2 separate regions of the Triticum aestivum genome follow, and region 2 is linked to region 1. A link is a contact called in public Hi-C data. All regions are on one chromosome and are shown on one strand. Each heading gives the region's core, a stretch centred on a gene start, on an enhancer-like site or on the middle of the called end of the contact. The rest is flanking DNA. Distances are from core to core; before and after follow the strand shown. Region 1 holds the start of LOC123071660 (protein NRT1/ PTR FAMILY 8.2). Region 2 holds the start of LOC123071661 (probable carboxylesterase 16).

Region 1 (4,567 bases), core at 1,070-3,569:
GCCTTGTCGCCGGCCGTCTCCACCGCCGCCTTGTCCAAGACCCTGAGTGATCGACAGCAACCGAGCGGTGCGACAGATTAATAATTTACTCACATGGGATGCACCGACGCACGCATCGTCAAGTTGAGTAAAAGATGCCATGACTAATGCACGCAAACGTCCAAACGGCAGCGTCCTGCATGAAATCCGGAGGTTTTTCCTGTACGGCGTGTGGAAATGGCGTCCTGATTGAACCACCACCGAAAGCAAAAGGAAGGAAAATGATGTGAAACGGAGTGTGCGTGCATCCGACAAGCTTCTTTTCTTTCCAAGTGCAATTTATCTTCAGAGTGAAATGGAACGAACGTACTCCCTCCGTCCGCAAATACTTGTCATCAAAATGAATAAAAGATATACATCTCTTTTATTCATTTTGATGACAAGTATTTCCAAATGGAAGGAGCACTACGTAGCGTGCACGCCCTCGAGGCACCACAGAACGTGACAGTCTGACAGGCACGTTCTGCACTTTTACTCGCCCGGCCCAGACAAGATACAGAAAGGAAAAGTATCTCGCCAATTCAATCATCAAGATGCGCAAAATTTTGACGAAAATGAAAAGTTACACATGTACAGATTAGCTACGTCTGGTCCAGGCACGCACTCGAAAGAAAAGTACGTGGTGACTCCGGCATGGCTCAATCATAGGCGAAAGAATTTTTACGTTTCTTCTTTTCCCGGAAAACTTGACTTGATTGAGACTAGTACACTGGACAGAAAAGAAGAACGATGCAAGTGGGAGCAATGCCAGCGACGGCCGAAGCACGGACACTGAGCCACTGACCTGAACTGGTCGGTGTGCGCGAGGCGGCGGCTCCCCAGTATCGCGGACATGCCGTCCTCGCCGTCAAGCTCGTGCAGCAGCGCGGCGTCCGCGGGCGCCACCACGTCGCACTTCCTGGCGGCGGCGACCACCACCTGCGCGATCCTGGTGAGCGGGCTGCCGCCCGGGGGCTGGTGGCGCCGGTACGCGCCGGTGCCGGCCAGGAACAGCGCGACGGCGACCACGCTCAGCAGCGCCGGGATGCCGTAGCCCAGCAGCCAACCGTGCGCGGACTGCACCCACACCAGCACGGTGCCGCCGACCAGCGAGCCCACGTTGATGGAGAGGTAGAACCAGTTGAAGAAGGAGCTCTGCCGCCCGCGCTCCTCCTCGTCGGCCTCGGCGTCGAACTGGTCGGCCCCGAACGACGACAGGACCGGCTGCAGCGCGCCGCCCAGCGCCACCAGGTACAGCCCCGCGTAGAACACCGCGCTCTCCAGCGCCGCCGACGCGCTCGCCGTCACCACCCCATACGCGGCAACGGAGATGAGGAGGAAGACGGTGATGGTCCAGTATCTGCCGAGGAAGGAGTCGGCGAGGAAGGCGGCGGCGAGCGGCGTGATGGAGCCCGTGCCCTGCCAGTTGGTGACGCTGTTGGCGGCGGCCTTGCTGCCGGAGTGCAGCTGGACCTTGAGGTAGTTCACCAGGTTGGTCGACACGCCAAAGTAGGCCGTGTACTGGAAGCAGTTGTTCACTGCTCAAGCGCCCACGCGTGCATGCGTGGTCGTTAATTAACAGGCCCACCAGATGCCACGATGATCAACAACAAAACGAAAAGGTTGCAGGCGTTACCGAGGAGAAGAACGCAGCCCCACGAGGTCCGGCGATCCTTCCGGCGATCATCGCCACCGTGAGAGCCTTTCGATTCTACTTCTACAGCTTCCATCGTCCCAACAGTTCGGCCGGGTGAGATCTACACAGACAGGAGCATGCACAACAAATGAAACCACTTCAGAAGAAGCACCACACGTACAATATCTAAGATGGTTGAGAGTTTAATCGAGATGAAAGGGTCCAAGAAAACATACCTTGGTGGCTTGATTACTCGACGACCTTCCTCTGCAGCTATGCCTTACGTTGTCGATATTTATCTCGTCCCTTTCGCTCTTAGCAACGAGATTGCATTTGGCTAGCTAGCTGCTCTGCCTCTGCACATGGTGCCACTGCCACTTGAGAGTTGAGAGTGAGAGCGCTGATGCTAATGGTGGAATGGGGCTGAACAATAATGGACAGCCGGATAGGTTACTTTAAAATGGCGTATATAAGGTGGCTGCCAATTGGAGTGCATGACTGCGAATGCACAAATCTGCCTTGGTGTTAATTAACATGATGGCATCTTACATGATGGAGTATAAAGCTATTTTGTAGTTCAAATTGAATTGCAAAAACGTCGTATATTTTGGCACGGAGGTAGTAACAATCTAACTAGGCCCGCTGGCTAGAGTAATACTCCTAGGACAGAATGTGTTTATGGAATGTCATGAGTAAATGGCCTTGATGGTCACATAATTTGTGCAGTGGGTGCGATTTTAGTCACACTACTTGCAATTCGGAAAAGCCGGTCACACAACTTGCATTTTGGGGTGCACATTGGTCAAAACGGACCGACTCCGTTAGTCCTTTTTTAACAAACCTTCTTAACTGTTTGGTATGGGTTTTCCTTGCAAAAAACACCACGGCGAACGCACACAGCAGGATAGGTTTATACAATGACGTATATAATGGTGCCAATTTGAGTGCATGGATGTGAATGCACAAATCTGCCTTGGTGTTAGTTACATGATGGCATCTTACACGCAGCAGACAAGGGACGGCTGTCACGAGTGAGAATGTGTATGGAATGCCCTTGTCTCAGTCGATTACTCGAATGAGAACTGATAAATGTACAGGTTTATTCATACAAATACAAAAAAAAAAAACTTCAGCGTGTTAAGAAGCTGTTGACCTAGTAAAAAAATAAAGTGACCAAAATATCTAGCGAACGTTCGCTGTAGGGTTTGGCATTTGCGAACGTTTTAGATCGCAAGATTAGTGTTGTACTAGAAGGGTTGAGCGCACTTTGCTGCTCGTTGGTGTTATTGGAGTTTCATAGTTGTTTACGTCATCTGTTTCAAAATATAATGTGCATTAGTTTTTGCAAAGTCAAACTCTTTAAGATTTGACCAAATTTATAGAGAAATATATCAATTTCTAATATCAAAATGTGTATTATTAGATTGCTGCTAATTGATTTGAAATGTCATTGATCCAGTCAAAATTGTGAACCAAATTCAAAATTAAATACCTCACTGGAATGAGAGAGCTTAAAAAATTAGAGAGCGTAATGAATTAAAAGAATTGAATCGGAGAGCTCATTGAAAAATTATTGACCCGGTCGAAAACGGATGATCCAATTTGAAATTGAAACTTCAATTGATTGTGTGACCTTTAAAACCAGGGAGCGTCGTGTATTAGATGATGGATTCGCAGTTTCAGAAACGCATGACAGTTTCTGCTAAGAAGAAAAGGTTTGTGGCAAAGAATGGCAGGATTTGCCATCTCGTACGAGATAAAGTTGCCCCTAAAAAATACGCCTACTATCCCCTTTCAACTGACGTTCGCCGGTTATCATTACTAAAAAAAATAATGTTACTTGCAAAAAGAAAAGAGAAAACGATAATGTTGTCGTAGTTGACTGAGAATCATGCTGCAAATTTACAATGTAAGTTCGTGCGGATTAAAAACAAGTTCAACATGATGTAGTAGTTTGCTCATCTGGTGAAGATAATAGGAACGTTTTAGGAAATCATGAACTCTTGCATGGATCTCAGTACCACCAGATCGACGTTTTCGGTTTCGACTGAGATTTAAGTAGACCTCAGGCGGCTACTGAGAATTAGCAAATTTAATGTCACATTGGTCGGCAGGAAAATGTATATGTAGGCCCGTGTTCGAGAAGGATGCATGGCGCCTGTATTTTAAATCGCGTGAAAGAATGCACGGGTCGTTCTCTCCGTTTGCTTTCCTGGTGATGTAGCTAGCTTAGCTAGACTTGACCTGGATGGACTCGATCCGAGCGAGACCTAGTGTAGTGGCTTGTGACGATTCATGTCTCCCATGACACTTCAGAGACTGCTCCTTATCTGATCTCTATCCAGCTTTGCTACGTACGTACCACTCACATGCTAGCTAGGAGTACTAGAAGACTTCCACATTTCACAAGCACATCTTCACCGAGCTGCGTGGAGACCCTGTGTGTTCGCCCGGCCATGTCGTGTACCTAATGTTATTTTTGCAGTGCCACACTATGATAAATGTTGCGACGGACAAGAGGAAAAACAGAAGAAAAGGTGTGTCTACTTTTATTAAAAAAAATCTCGAATATGCACGAGTGTGCATATTATATATTAAAGAAGAGAGGCAAAAAATGCCTCCACCATATTTTACAAGAGTTTTGTTACACTTTACTCCTCCCTACTTACCCACCTATGTAAACTACGGAAGAAAGGGTCTACATTCCCCTTAAACTTGCCGGCTACCGACCATACCATGCCTTCGGACCTCACTCTACTTAGAAGCACCTCCAACGAAGGAGATGCTCCGTCGAACACAATAGCGTTTCGATGCTTCCACAATTTACAAAGTGTAAGAATGAAGATGGTATGTAGATCCTTTCATCGTAAGTTGTTGGGCCCTTACTTGTCCTGAAGCCATGTGCGTAGGGAG
Region 2 (4,175 bases), core at 1,484-3,983, 180 kb after region 1:
ATCCAAATGGAAAGGCCCCATACACATCCATACATACCGGATGTAGATTATGTCTTCTGGGTTGCGTCGTCAAGCTACAAAACAAGTATAGATCATAAGATGACAAAATCCAAAGCAGCACACGTCCATGATATTTGAAACAATGTGATATTCACTTACCGAACGGTATAGGTAGGCGAGGCCGGCGGCCCCCCAGCTGTACCCCGCATCCCAGTCCGCTAGGAAGTCGAGATACATCTAGAGGGCAGTGTCCCCAGAGCAGTCTGGAAACACTACCTCCGTGAGAAGATACCACAGGTAGGCCCTGGCATACTGCTCCACCACCGGGGGTTCGGCACCTTCCGGGCACTTGCTCCGGTACTTCAGGAGCCAGGGCAGCGAGACGCCGGAAGTCTGGTTCTTCTTATCCGGGGGGCATTCGCCGATGAGGGTGATAACCCTATCGTGCCAGTTCTTCCTCTCCACTCGTCCTGTGAGAGCAAGATCCTTGAGCGGTAGGCCCGTAATCATCCCCCAATCCTCCAGTGTAACCGTCATCTCCCCACGTGGAATATGGAGATGTGCGTCTCTGGCCGCCACCGATCAATCAAAGCCGTGAGAGCTGAGTGGACGAGCGTTGGCGGCTTGTGCTTGAACTACAGGACGAAACCCAGCAGCTGGGCTCTCCTGTAGAACGGTGCGTACCGCTCGTCATACTCCATCTTCACGGTCGTCCCGTGACCCCTCATCCGCAATGGCGGGAGCATCTGTCGAAATGAAGACCCAAAAAATTAGTAACTTTTTTTCATCGATTCGAAAGATTTGGTTTAAGAAAGGTAATTACCACTCCGTTCTCAATGAAATGGGCACGATGGCCCTTGTCGAACGCAAGGTCAAGCATTGTATACTTGATGACAATGTCATCCGCAAGAGGTGGCCTCCTAAAAGAATTGCATAAGCATTCATCAATTATCATTTATTGAACAAACATATTCAACCATTGCATAAGCATATCAAAAAATAATTAACATTTATCACTTATTGGACAAACATTCATCAATTATCATATATCCAACCAATATAAATGATCAATGCGAATGAATCATATTCAACCAACATCTTTCATTCAACAACATTTAACCATATCAACATCTTTCACATTCACTTATTGAATAAAGTTTTTAACACTAAAAATTATGAACTAGGTTCATCTTGAGGGTTCAACATTATTTCTCCAATTACATCCACTACTTACATCATAGCATATGAACTTGCATCGTCATATCACATCAAATTCCTCCAAAAAATCCTATAGTTCATATATGAACTAGGGTACATATGCATCACATAAAAAAATCCTAGGGTTCATCTTCACAAAACCATACCAACTATTGCCTAGAGTTCATATCTAACTCATCTCCTCCACTAAAAACAATATAAATCAATCATAGGGTTCAAAAAGTTTAAATCTAATTCAAAAATGGGAGGGATTTGAATCAAATAATGCGACGAATCGAAAGGTGTTTGACTAAAACTAATTGGAGGGATCTAAAGAGCTTACTTTTCTCTTTTCGGGGCCATCTCGATCCGTAAAATTCGTGAAGAAACGAAGAAGATCGGAGGGGGAAGTGGAGGAGATGAGAGTGGGGCGAGAGGAAGAAGAAGGCGACTGGGTGGGGGAGAAGGAGGTGGTTGCGGGCGGGCCGGGGGCATATAACTATCCACACCCTATCGCCAGGGATGCTGGCAGTAGAGTTAAACAGGCTACCGCCGTCACCTGCGGCGGTAGGGTTGAGGAGGGGGACAGAGGATAGCTGACGTGGATTAGTTTCCTACCGCCAGAGCCTTCGGCGGTAGGATGAACATGAAAAAGGGTTAGATGTCAATTTTTTTTGAAAATTTTATACGTGAGAAGGGTCAAAACACGGAATTTTGCCCCGAGCCGATGCTGGCTTGGCTTTGCTTCCAACGCCGTCGAGGCGCCTGCCCGCCCGATGTGCGACGCGGTCGCGAAATTGCAGCGCGTGACCGTGCGCCCGCCTTGGCCTGTTTCTTGCGAGCGATGCGTAGCTGGTGCCCATGCGCTCCGTTGAACCATTCCGCCAGCGAACGGAACGGCGAGGCCCTATCTACGCACGCACGCGCCGTGCCGTGCCGCGGGACGCCACACGGTTTCAGGAAACAGGAAACCGATCGACGGGGACTCGCGATCTTTGCGACGACAGACAGAGATGGATAATACAGCTGTACATATCTTGTTGTTCTCAGCTGATCGATCCTCCGGCGTGCAATCCGGCGTTGACCGTTGCCACGGGCGGGGATTTTTATACGTGCCTTCCAGAAAGATATCTGTGTCTGTTACAACAGAGTTGCTGAACCTGATTGGCATAGAAAATGGAGAGGCTATGACTACCACCGACACAACAGAGGAGGCAAAAAATGAAGGGGGAAGACCTATTGTTTCACATAAAGATTTCCATAAAGAAGTGCTTGTGCTGGGACACACACGCACCAGCTTGGGAGGAGCTTTCACGTGAACCGATGGAATCTGGGAGCAGACAGGCATCGTACCTGCACCGTTTAATGCACTCCACGTTATCGGAGTTAAAAAAACCTGCCGAATAATACCACCATAGCACTCGCTCCACCACTAGGCAGAATGTGAGAACGGAAACTGCAAAGCGCAAACCCAGGCAAGTCGTGATACAGCTACTACTACTTCTAGTACCACCACCACCACCAGGCCGGGTTTGAATTTGAACGACGAACGCGCAGCAACAGCGCAGGCGCAGGGGGCCGAGAGAAGAGGGACCGTGGTCACGTCTGGGAAGCGGCCGACGCCTGCCTCCAAAAATCCCCATCGCTTCCTCGTCTTTTCCTTCCTCCCTCCCTCGCTTGCTTCTCCCTCCCTCACCCACCGCCCTCTCGATCCTTCCTCCCCTTGCTTCTCTCTCCCGTACCAGACCGCACCACGCTGCTGCCATCATCCGTCAGGATAGCCACCCTACCAATCGCGGTTGCTTTCCCTCGCCCCAACCACTCCAACACCGCACGGAGCCGAGCCGATCTAATCCAATCCGGCCCCATTAACCCTCCTCCGCGCCCGATTCCAATCGCGCCCCCCGCCAGCTCCGATCGAGGCAGGGGGATTCGCAGATCCGGGCGCCGTCTCGCTCTCCCTGTGATGCGCGGATCCGGGCGGTGACCGGCGGCGGGAGCGAGCCAAGCCATGCCGAGCGTCGGCGTGAAGATCTACAGCGTCTTCTTCAAGCTGCTCCTGCGCCACCGCCTCCAGTCGCTCGCCGCCGCGGCCGCCGCCGACGGGGGCGGCGGGGACGGCGACGCGGCCGCCTTCGGGGTCTCCTGCCGCGCCGACGAGGCCACGGCGCCGGCCAACCCGGCCTTCTCCGCCGCCGACGGGGTCGCCTCCAAGGACCTGCACATCGACCCCAACTCGGCGCTCTCCGTCCGCATCTTCCTCCCCACGCCGCCGCCGCACCACCCGCACCTCCTCCACCCGCGCCGCGCCAGCGACCCCGCCGCCGGCCAGGCGGGCGCGCCCTACAGGGGCTACCTCCCGCACGCCGTCTCCTCCCCGCGGGCCGCCGCCTCCGCGCGCCGCAGGCTGCCCATCGTCGTGCAGTTCCACGGCGGCGGCTTCGTCACGGGGAGCAACTGCTCCGCCTCCAACGACGCCTTCTGCCGGAGGGTCGCCAAGTTCTGCGACGCCATCGTCGTCGCCGTCGGCTACAGGCTCGCGCCCGAGAGCCGCTACCCCGCCGCCTTTGATGACGGGGTCAGGGTGCTTAGGTGGATCGCCAAGCAGGCCAATCTCGCCATGATGAGCAAGGTTGGGGGCGGGGTGGACACGTTCGGTGCCTCCACCGTCGAGCCCTGGATCGCCGCACATGGTGATCCGGCAAGGTATAATTTAATTCGGTTCTAATCTCTCGTTTGTAATTGCATTTCTTGCTGCTTCGACTTTACTAAATGGCCTAGGAACATAATACTGCAGTGTGAAGTTGCCGAAAAGCCGGCAAGCCAAGCAACAGGAATTTTTGTTTCATTTCTTCAATGGAAGTTCTTGTTTGTCATTCACCAGCATTATTTCAGAAACTGCTAACAAGAATTGCCCTAATTAAGTGAACATGTCAAAACGACGAAGATATAGTTCCCTATCTATTCGATCTGTTATT

The links. Hi-C and Micro-C count contacts between places; a contact is called where the count stands out from the background.
Region 2: a contact with region 1 is called in a Hi-C map of leaf, with 4 times the contacts expected there. The contact joins the promoter of LOC123071661 here to the promoter of LOC123071660 in region 1. A contact is called at or near these places in 2 of 5 Hi-C or Micro-C datasets (both in leaf).

Annotation. Positions count from the first base shown.
Region 1 is chr3B:677,730,551-677,735,117 of IWGSC CS RefSeq v2.1, forward strand. It overlaps LOC123071660 (protein NRT1/ PTR FAMILY 8.2), which reads right to left and starts at 2,320. Exons shown (of 4, transcript XM_044495239.1): 1 at 1,891-2,320; 2 at 1,655-1,775; 3 at 824-1,556; 4 at 1-42. The coding sequence starts at 1,748.
Region 2 is chr3B:677,905,259-677,909,433 of IWGSC CS RefSeq v2.1, forward strand. LOC123071661 (probable carboxylesterase 16) reads left to right here and starts at 2,734. Exons shown (of 2, transcript XM_044495240.1): 1 at 2,734-3,903. The coding sequence starts at 3,209.